Regions from separate parts of the Mus musculus genome. Here region 1 is linked to region 2. Evidence: chromatin contacts called from public HiChIP or PLAC-seq data. All regions are on one chromosome and are shown on one strand. Each heading gives the region's core, a stretch centred on a gene start, on an enhancer-like site or on the middle of the called end of the contact. The rest is flanking DNA. Distances are from core to core; before and after follow the strand shown.

Evidence for each region. HiChIP or PLAC-seq counts read pairs in DNA pulled down with a chosen protein or histone mark.
Region 1: a contact with region 2 is called in an H3K4me3 HiChIP or PLAC-seq map of forebrain, with 7 times the contacts expected there. The contact joins the enhancer-like site here to the promoter of Pfn2 in region 2. A contact is called at or near these places in 8 of 39 promoter capture datasets (the 3T3-L1 cell line, cranial neural crest, embryonic stem cells and 3 more), 1 of 15 datasets of contacts at CTCF or cohesin (the NIH/3T3 cell line) and 4 of 115 datasets of contacts at active chromatin or transcription factors (embryonic stem cells, forebrain, pancreatic cancer cells and 1 more).

What each region holds. Positions count from the first base shown.
Region 1 is chr3:58,332,373-58,337,633 of GRCm38.p6, reverse strand. No RefSeq gene overlaps it. Among named protein-coding and RNA genes, the nearest start is that of Gm32847, 33 kb to the right of the region's middle. Within about 2 kb of position 1,408, at least 9 of the 459 cell types and tissues checked have an H3K27ac peak or open chromatin away from gene starts, as enhancers often do.
Region 2 is chr3:57,845,502-57,850,651 of GRCm38.p6, reverse strand. It overlaps Pfn2 (profilin 2), which reads left to right and starts at 2,895. Exons shown (of 3, transcript NM_019410.3): 1 at 2,895-3,301. The coding sequence starts at 3,170.

The DNA of each region.
Region 1 (5,261 bases), core at 159-2,658, 490 kb before region 2:
TGTCCTTCTTACCAGTTGGGGCATCTTCTGGATATATGCCCAGGAGAGGTATTTCGGGATCCTCCGGTAGTACTATGTCCAATTTTCTGAGGAACCGCCAGACTGATTTCCAGAGTGGTTGTACCAGCTTGCAATCCCACCAACAATGGAGGAGTGTTCCTCGTTCTCCACATCCTTGCCAGCATCTGCTGTCACCAGAATTTTTGATCTTGGCCATTCTGACTGGTGTGAGGTGGAATCTCAGGGTTGTTTTGATTTGCATTTCCCTGATGATTAAGGATGTTGAACATTTTTTTCAGGTGCTTCTCAGCCCTTCACAAAGGGCAACTTTGAGGACTCAGAATCTCCTTCCACTATGGGTTTCAGTGATCCAACTCAGGTTGCCAGACTTGCTCCACAAGCCCTATTACCCATCCAACCATTCACTGGCTTGTATAATAGTTTTCTAAAACATGCTAGCATGTTTTATTCTTGTAGCAATCATGTTCATTTGCATCCTAATTTGCTTTTTGTGAGAGATGAAAGTGAGATCACTAAAAACTGGGTGTGGCCCTGGGCAGGCCTGTGGTGATTATCATTTGGTGCACACGATGGGGAAGGGTTTGGGTATTTCAAATGCTCAGGATGCAGGGGGTGGGGGTATATATAGTTCATTTACTTTCCTAAACTGTAGATCTTTCCAACTCAGTGGAGTTACTTCTTTACTATCTGCCTTGTTGCAACAATACCTATATTTGTACTAGGACAGCAGTCAGGAAGTGATAGAGCGGTCATCGGGACTGAGACTGTTCTGGACAGTAGTTCACGCACGGCCAGGCAGATAATGATTTGCAGGTTTGAGAGCAGCTGAATGTGATACAAGTGGATGCAAGCTACTGGTGGAAGCCAGAGGCACACCCTTTCAATGCAGTGTGGATTTATGAGAGCATCAGGAGCCTGTGGGCTTTGAAGACAGGTATATTGCAATGATTTGGTTCATAGAGAGTTTGTGTTTATTTTGGTCACTCGGCGTCTCATCTGTATGGAGTGCTAGTTCCAGTCATGCTCATAAACCTACTTTTGATTCAGGTTCAGTGTCTCTTCCATGTCTGATTGGGAATAAAAAAAGAGAACATTAAAAACAAAAAAAAGACATAAATAGGTTTCATATGATCTTCAATCCAAGTTACAAGCTCCGGCTCCTCCCACTAGCCAGAGGTGGAGAAATCTTGCAAGTTTCAGTGACCCTTGCAGAATGCCTGTTCTACATCTTGCCCTCAGGAGCAAACCAGAGCAGGTTAGGCATAAACGGCTTCAGTTTCTATGGCAGCATCTTGCAGAGAATGTGGCTCAGACACAATCACTGCTGGATCTCACTGCGAAGGTCCCCTCTAAGGGGCCAGGTTCAAGGTTATTGTGATGCATGGCGCAAAAATGCATATTGGAACGAAGCAGAGCTGAATTGCTGAGGGCAGAGGTATGAAACACTGTCTCTCTCAAGGAATTCCATCCCTGGAAGCCAGCGTGGCAGGCCTCTGACAGCAGGGGCTTCAGGCGGACTTGTTTTTATAGCGTGTCAGAAAAATATGTATCATGGTTTCATTAGAAAATCTGCAACAAAAGTTTGTACTTTCTAATTCTACTAGGAAAAAAAAAATCCAAGCTGCTATTATCTTGCAACAGGACAGCTGTAAATGAGGCGGCACCGTGTTGGGTTTGAGGACATCCCTCCGTCTCTCCCTGTCTCTCTCCCTTCTTTCTTCGTTCCATCCTTAAATATAATACAAAACAGAACTAGATCTGAGAGAGGTCTTGCTCCCCCCCCCCCCCAGCAGAATTACACCAAGCACAAAGCAATGCATTTTCCAAATACCGTATGAAGTCCTGTCAATTAATTTCTTTCTTTTACTTTGAACCCTTAAAGAGATAGAATTACTTGCATCAGTTCCTACAGAATGGCAGCCAAGGCTTTTATTAAAAACACGGCCCTTCACATTTGCCCATATTTTCCTTCCTTCTAAAATGGGAGAATCTCAAGTGTAAAAGAAATACGAGCATACAATATTGTCCCTTTCATCCTTGCTCAATGCTCCAACCTGCCCGCCCCCATCTTATTTTTCTTTATTACACTTTAAGGCTCAGCAGCTGAACTGGCGAGAGGACTCTGGCAAGGCCCCCTCACATTGTATCACTTATTAATTCTCAGAATAATAAGTGAGAAGCTTGCTCTCATTGGCACCGAGGCTGGCAAAACACTTTTGTCCTTAGGGAATATATTAAAAAGACTTGATTTCCAATAAAACTCAGAATTCTAGGAGGTTGTGCTCCTCCATGCAAATTCTTTAATTTTTTTTAAGAACAAAAGATAAAGAGTGTCGCTGCCTCCTTGTTGAAAAATAATCTTTAAAATAGTTCTGGAGCCTGGGCCTGCAGTTTGTTAATAAAGTGGCCAGCATGTGCGAAGGCAAAAGGCGGATCCCTGGCAGTTCAAAACACAATGAGAAAAACAACAAAAACAAATACAAATTTTAGTATGCCCCCTCAGATGCATTCTGTGTATGTTAGAACATTGTCTAGAAGAGTGATCCTCTGCAATACCAATGAAAAATAATTTGATGATAAGATATGACTTAAGTAAATGTCATATGATCTGTATTTCTTTCCCCACCCACTCCTTCTCCTCTCCCCTCCCCCTTCTTTTTAAATTGCCAGCCTCTTTTGTTCACTAAAACCTGTCTGTGCCACGGAAGAGACCATACAGCAAAAACGGGAGAACAGGGTTTGTGATGTCAGGCTAAGGAAGCAAGGTGGAAAATAACGTGAATTCGTATCTTGTTTTAAACACTAAATGAAAACATATCCAAACCAGGGGGTTAATTAGCCTAGAACTGCCATAGTTTTTATTTTTCCTGTTCTCCTTCTTTCTGTGATTTGGGGAAATTACTTTCCTAGCACTGATAACAAACAGAAGAGCCAACCACAGTTCCTTTTATTTTTAGTAGGTCTGATTTATCTTGGAGTACTCTTTACTTTTCGTAGACCTCCAGCTTCTAAAACTATATATAGATAAACTCAGAACAGTTTACCAGAAGCTGTGCTTGTGTCGGATAAAACGTCTGTCCTAAAATTAAAATATACTGGAGCAACATTGGAGATAAACATTTTTTTTTTTTTAAACCTGACGAATAATGAGCTCAGTAATTCAGATATGAGCAGGCCTGACTTTGGGGGAAATGTGACCTAATAGCATATGATGAAATCTCAGATCCTCAGAGCACGCTTCAGCTCCGCTAACCTCACCAAAAACAGCAGTTAGTCCAGGTAAGACGAGGTGGGATGAATCAGGGCCAAGCCCAGGATCCTGTCAGACCAGCTTGTGTTCCTTTCCTCTCAGGCATCGTCCTCCAGCCAAGAAGGTTCATCTTTCCAGTGTATTTTAATACCCTTTGGGAACATAGCCAAAGTCCAGGGCTTTGACACCTTATTTTATCCAGAGATGGAGAAACACCTGGCTCAGGGGATGGGGCGCGGGGGTGGAGTGGGGCGTGGGGAGGGAGGGCTAAGTTATCAAACAAACACAGTGCCTTGTAGCAGCAGCAAATTAAATGTCAGCTCTCAGAGAGCCCCTTTGAAGTTGTGCAGAAGTCTAACTGCTGGAGTGCAGTAACTCTTCGCAAAAGTGTTACTAAAGAAACGAAAGAGCTGGTGAGTCGCCGTCTATTTTTGCACCAAGGGAGAAAGCAAATGAAGAGACATTTATGGGTATGTATTGAACATAGATGGTCCAGATGAGAAGCTGGGGAATTCCTTTTTTCTTTAGTATTATGGATGATAGTTTAAAGTATCAGTTTTGCCAACAAAGGTGGTGCACGCCTATAATTGCAGCACTTGGGAAGCTGAGACAGAAGGATTGTTACTTATTTGAAGTCAGCTTGAACTTCAAAGTAAGAGTGCCTTAAAAATAAAATAAATAAATAAATCTCATTTCAAACAGGAAATTAACTAATAAGATGCCGAGTGGTAAGCTATTAGAGAACCTGGGGATTTACCGATGCCAAAATCACTTCTTTTCCTGGGGACTCCGAAGTTAGATCCACTGCAAAACACTGGGTGGGATGTGAAGGCTGGATCAGGAATCCCAGGGAGGAAATCTCCTCCTAGCCTGCCTATTTCCCTCAAACTTTAATGGCTCTTTCGCTCTCTCTGTCTAATTGTCTTGGTCTTTGACTCTCTGTCTTTCTCTCTCTGCCTCACTCACCCCTTGTCCCCCCCCCCAGCCCCCTCCTCTCTTTCTTACTCTCTCTCTCCCTCACCCCTTCCTGCCTCCCTCCCTCTTTACCTCTCTCTCCAATACCTCTTTCTCTCTCTGTCTCCCTCCCTTCCTCCCTCCTGTTGGTCTTCCCTTTCTTCTCTCCCTCCCTCTAGCCCTCCCCATCCCCCCTTTTCATTCACTTGGCAAATGCTTCCTTCATAATCTTCCATCTGTGCCTGACACTCTGAGTGGTCCTGGGGATTCCACAAGGATGGATGAAGAGGATAGATAGCTCCTGACTGACTTCCTGTCCCTGTCTCTGGAGGAGCAGCTCCCTGGGAAGTGACATGCTGCCACATACCACTCATTTTTATAAAGCCACACTTATCTCTGATGTTTTATCTGGATTTCTTTTCAGTTCGGTCAATTTAGTCACTAAACGAAAACTCCAAGTGGACAAAACGGGAACATTCCGTTGATCCTCTTTTCTTTTTTGTTTTGTATGTTTTGTTTTGTTTTGTTCGAGACAGGGTTTCTCTGTATAGCCCTGGCTGTCCTGGAACTCACTTTATAGACCAGGCTGGCCTCGAACTCAGAAATCCACCTGCCTTTGCCTCCCGAGTGCTGGGATTAAAGGCGTGCGCCACCACACCCGGCTTGATCCTTTTTTCTAAGTCTTGGGGGAGAAGGATGGTATTTTAAAAATCAATTTAGGATCTAGCTAGTAGGGGAGAAAATCACAAAGGGATTTTATTTTTGACCATAAAAACACCAATTGATGAGTTCCCCCATCAATAACCTTTTGTTTTATCTCCATATTACTTTCTGAAGAGAAAAAAAAACAAACAACAAAAACAGAAACCAAAAACTGCTACAATTTTGCAAGAAATGAAAACAACATTTTTAAAAGTTACACTCTAGGGACCTGTAGACAGCTTAGCAGGTAAGAGTATAGCCCATCACACACAAATCCTGGCCTATCCCCCATTTTATACACCCTGGTTGTGGTAACATCAGCCTGTAATCTCAG
Region 2 (5,150 bases), core at 1,646-4,145:
TCACAGTAACGAACAAAACATACTTTCTATATTTCTCCAAATTACTATCTTTTCTATTACCTTATTTACTGTTTAAATTTACTGGATTATAGAATGCATAAAGGAGACAAATTCTAAACATTTATCATTTTATAAATTTTCACAAAGTAAGCATATCCATTTTATTGGCTAACTGTAGTCTAGTCACCATTAATTTGACAGGTCTCACTATGTAGCCCTGGCTAACCTATAACACTATATGTACACATGACCTGTGCTGGCTGGTTTTGTGTGTCAACTTGACACAAGCTAAAGTTATCACAGAGAAAGGAGCCTCCCTTGAGGAAATGCCTCCATGAGATCCAACTATAAGGCATTTTCTCAATTAGTGATCAAGGATGGGAGGGCCCACTGTGGGTGGTGCCATCCCTGGGCTGGTAGTCTTGGGTTCTATAAGAAAGCAAGCTGAGCAAGCCAGGGGAAGCAAGCCAGTAAGAAACATCCATCCCTTCATGGCTTCTGCATCAGCTCCTGCTTCCTGACCTGCTTGAGTTCCAGTCCTGACTTCCTTGGTGATGAACAGCAGTGTGGAAGTGTAAGCTGAATAAATCCTTTCCTTCCCAACTTGCTTCTTGGTCATGATGTTTGTGCAGGAATAGAAACCCTGACTAAGACATGACCTCAAATTGAAGAGTTCCTTTTGAGCCTGCCTTCCTAGTGCTGGGATTAAAGATATGTGACACTACACCCCCTGCCCCATCTTTAATTAAAAAAAATATTTTATGCATCTTGGTATTTTGCCTGCATGCATATATATGTATACCACCTGCATACTTGGTGCTATGGATCCCCTGGAACTGGAGTTACAGACAGTTGTGAGCTGCCATATAGATGCTGAGAACTGAACCCGGGACCTGGTAGAAGAGCACCCAGTCCCAACTACTGAACCATTTCTCCACCCCATCTTTATTTTTTTAAGGTGATAATAAAAGTTAAGAATTAAAATGATTGTGACAAACAGGCAGAATGATAAATAGGAAAGAGTAAGGGAGATTAAATCAGATGAGGACACAAAGGCAGAAGTGGACAGATTCCTGTATAAGGAGCAGAATTCTCTATCTTCCAAACAGGAGGACAAATACTGTCCCAACTTGACAGCTGACTACTCTGTTGTTGGCCCTCCTCTAGTTTCCATGGTCTTAGTCCTACCTGTGGTAGTTTGAATGAGAATGGTCCCCAAAGGCTCATACATTTGAATGCTTAGTCATCAATGACACTACACAGGAAGGATTGGGAGGTGTGGCCTTGTTGGAGGAAGTATGTCATTGTGGGTGGGGTTTGAGGTTTCAAAAGTTCAAATTCAGGACCAGGACTCTTCTTGTTGCTTTGGGATCTAGATGTGGAACTCTCAGCGATGCCTCTGTATCATGTCAGCTTGTATACTCCCAAGCATGATGATAATGGACTAAACCTCTAAAACTGTAAGCCAGTCCCTTTTAATTTTTTTTTCTTTGTAAGAGTTGCTGTGGTCTACAGGGGAACGCCAGGGCCAAAAAGGGGGAGTGGGTGGGTAGGGGAGTGGGGGGTGGGTGGGTATGGGGGACTTTTGGTATAGCATTGGAAATGTAAATGAGGTAAATACCTAATAAAAATGGAAAAAAAAAGAGTTGCTGTGGTCATGGTGTCTCTTCACAGCGATCAGAACACTAGGACATTAGTTTTATTTTTTAAAGTCCAATAAATAAATAAGCAAAAGTTCAGTGATGCTATTATAAAATTGTCAGTGTACCCCACAACTTTAAAATTGACAACAGCTTGCAATCTATTGGAGCTTTCTTTCCCTTAATAGGCAGGTCAAGTTTGTCATCCATTTAAACTAGTCATCACTGGGGAACATCTGATGCTGGGTCTAGACCCAGCACATAAAATTAATAAAGATGTAGGTGAATGTTCAGAGACCCTTAAACCACTTCCCACCCTGTCTTATACAAGTCTTCCTCAGATCTAGATTCTGAACTATTTTCACCATCTAGTACAGTGGGTCTCAACCTGTGGGCCTCAAACCCTTTGGGGTCACATATCAGATATCCTCCACATCAGATATTTACAGTATGATTCATAACTAACAGAATGTCAGTTATGAAATAGAAACAAAATAATTTAAGGTTGGGGGTCAGCACAGCATGAGTAACTGTATCACGGGGTCACATTAGGAAGTTTGAGAACCACTGGTCTAGTTCAATGACTCCTTTTCTAGCTTGATTATTCTTTGTATTTCATGGATGTATTTAACGCACACTAACTTTTGCAGTTACCAGGTGCACATAGGGTCTGTTTTGTTTAGAATTTCTGGACGACTGAGCCACACTCATGATGAGCAGCACTGGGTTCAGGGCAAAAGCTCCACTGAACCTGAAGTTCCTTGTACTCAAAGGAGGCAACAAAGAGCATAGAGCTGCTCTGATTTCAGGAGCGTGCAGGCGCAGCTGGCCAAGGTCTTCTAAGAGACACCTCCCCAAGTGTGGGCCATCCGCACTGGCCGCTCCCACTACAAAGGGTAAACCCTCCGCATCCCGTCACCAGGGCAACCCTGCCACCCGACACCGATGCTGTCAATACCGCGTCCCCGAGCGGGCGCTTGAGAGGTGAGCGTGGCCGCTGGGCGCCCAGAGCTCCGGCACCCCACGGCGCCCACTCAAGCTGCTTCGCCTCCTAGCCGGTGGTGAGGCCTCCGCCGCCGCGCCCCAGCCGCACGCCCACTCGCCTCCCGCACGTGTGGGCCGTGATTGTCCCCGGCGGTATCCCTCCGCGCCCCCGCCTCGGCTCCCCCGCCCTCCCGGGGACCCTCGCCGGCTGCGCTGCGGAAGGATCGCACGCACGCGCGCGCACATCCCGCCGGCCGCGGAGAGCCGAGGGAGCTGCGGCGGTGTGAGACGGCCGTCACCAGCCCCGCTGCCAGCGTCGCTCCGCCGCCGGCTCCTGAGCCCCGCGGCCGCGGCCGCCCGGCGCTCCCCGCTGCGGGTCCTGTCACCGCCCGCCGCAGTTCCCCGGAGAGGGGCGGTCGGTGCCTGCGCAGAGCCGCCTCCTCCCCGCCCCCGCCCCGCCTCCACCGCCGCCGCCGCCGCCGCCGCCGCTGCCGCTGCTGCGCCTCTGCTCCTGCCGTCCCCGCTGCAGTGCGAAGGGCTCGAAGATGGCCGGTTGGCAGAGCTACGTGGATAACCTGATGTGCGATGGCTGCTGCCAGGAGGCCGCCATTGTCGGCTACTGCGACGCCAAATACGTCTGGGCAGCCACGGCCGGGGGCGTCTTCCAGAGCATCACGGTGAGGCCCGGGGGCGCCAAGCCGGCAGGTGTGCGGCGGGCCTCTGAGAAGGGGACGCCCGCCCGCGAGGAAGGGATGCGGCTAGGGCTGAAGGGAAGGGTACCGCCGGCTTCCTCGCCCGCCCGCGAGGAAGGGGATGCAGCCGGAGCCCGGTTGCGGGCAGCTGAGCCTGGGGATGCTGCCCGAGGCCGCGCGGGGGCGGGGCGGCCGGACTCTTCGCCCCGGCGGCGCCCCGGCTTGCGGCTGCCAGGGTGGAGGAGGGGACGCCTCCCCGGGAGGCCCTCGGCGTTCGGGGAGCCCTGCGGGCTGCAGTGCGGGTCCCCGGGTGTGGGCGGGGGGAATCTGGGCGGCAGGCTGGCCCTGGATCTGGTTCGGTTGTGAGCGCGGAATGTGGGAGGCGGCAGTGGCCGGATCCCGGGAATTAATGGAGTGACTTTGCGTAGGCTTGCGGGTGTCCAGGCCGCCTAGGCTGGAGAGAAAGGTACGCGGACCACGTAGGTGGAATGGTGAATCTACTTCAGCTTGTGGTTCTATAGTTTTTTTTTTTTTTCCTCCAAGATGGCGAACTGCCATTGATTTCTCTTCTCCACCTATAGAGATTCATCGATATACTGTTATCCCCAGTTACGCAACATAGCTCTAAAAAGGGGATGGTTTAAGGGTGATTTAAAAAAATCTGGGGAGTCGCTGGAGGGGGATAACACTTCTCCAAGTCACTCCCTCTTTAGTGATGGTAGTAAAAGAACTAATACCGATTTATGCTTCACGGTGCCTCCTTTTCATGTGACTTGATGGCTTTTGACTGGGTTGCCACACATTTGGAGAATATTCGTCAACCAGTCTCCAACACTGCTTATTGTTATGCTTGTTTCTATGCAATGCTCTTTAAGATTTTGACACCAGTATCAAGTACAGGACCATTCTCTTAATTTCTTTGCTCCCCACTCCCACTCCCTCCCCTACCACATAACAGAATTCAAGTCCCATATCACAGGTGCTCAGCATTTTACTACTTAATGTGGTTTAACAAATTAGTGTGGATTCAGTCTGTGACAGGAGTGCTTTAAGATCTCCTGTCCCCATGTGGGAGGCCACAGTTCCTATAGCGAATTGACATTTGGTGATTAACTTTTTTTTCTGCAGTCTTGTCTTTGTGTGTGAGTTCCCGCTGTCTGGCTTAAGAATATTGCGGGAGTATGCTTGGAAATGGCTGGGGCCTGCTATGACTCTGCAGTTCTGATGGGGGCGACGCCTTCCTTCTTATTCATGGAACGTTAGAATGAACAGATTCTCTTTTCCGGTTCTGGTGGCTACCTCACTTTCTTTACCAATGCCCCTCCATTTTCTCTCTGATTTTGCTGTTGCTACCGCAGTGCTGTAGACAGAATCACTCTGCATTTGTCCAGAAGGAAAGCAGGTTATTGAATGGAAGGGCAAGGCAAGTTGGAGAGAAAAGAGTGGTGGCTAGAAAAGTAGGAGGGAAATATGAATTTGGAGATGTCCCACAGTCTGTGGTAACTGAGGTTCATACTACCAGGGACATTTCAAGCTGCTTGAAACAGAGATGTAAGCAGGCCCATCTGGATCGACTTTACCCAACTTTAAATTTGATGCAACATGACTAATGTGGCAAAATATGATAGTCAAGCTGTTGTATACAAGAGCTTATACCTGAATCTTTACAATTACATAAGCACCTCAAGTAGCACCTGACTTGAGATAGTTTATAAATAACTCGTTTTCAGTTTGCACCTAGTGTCAACTGCCAACTATTTAGGGAAACTCTCTGTATGGTTGATACACACTGGCTTTTAGTTAGCAGGCCTCACTGTTCGCTGCAAAAGCAAAC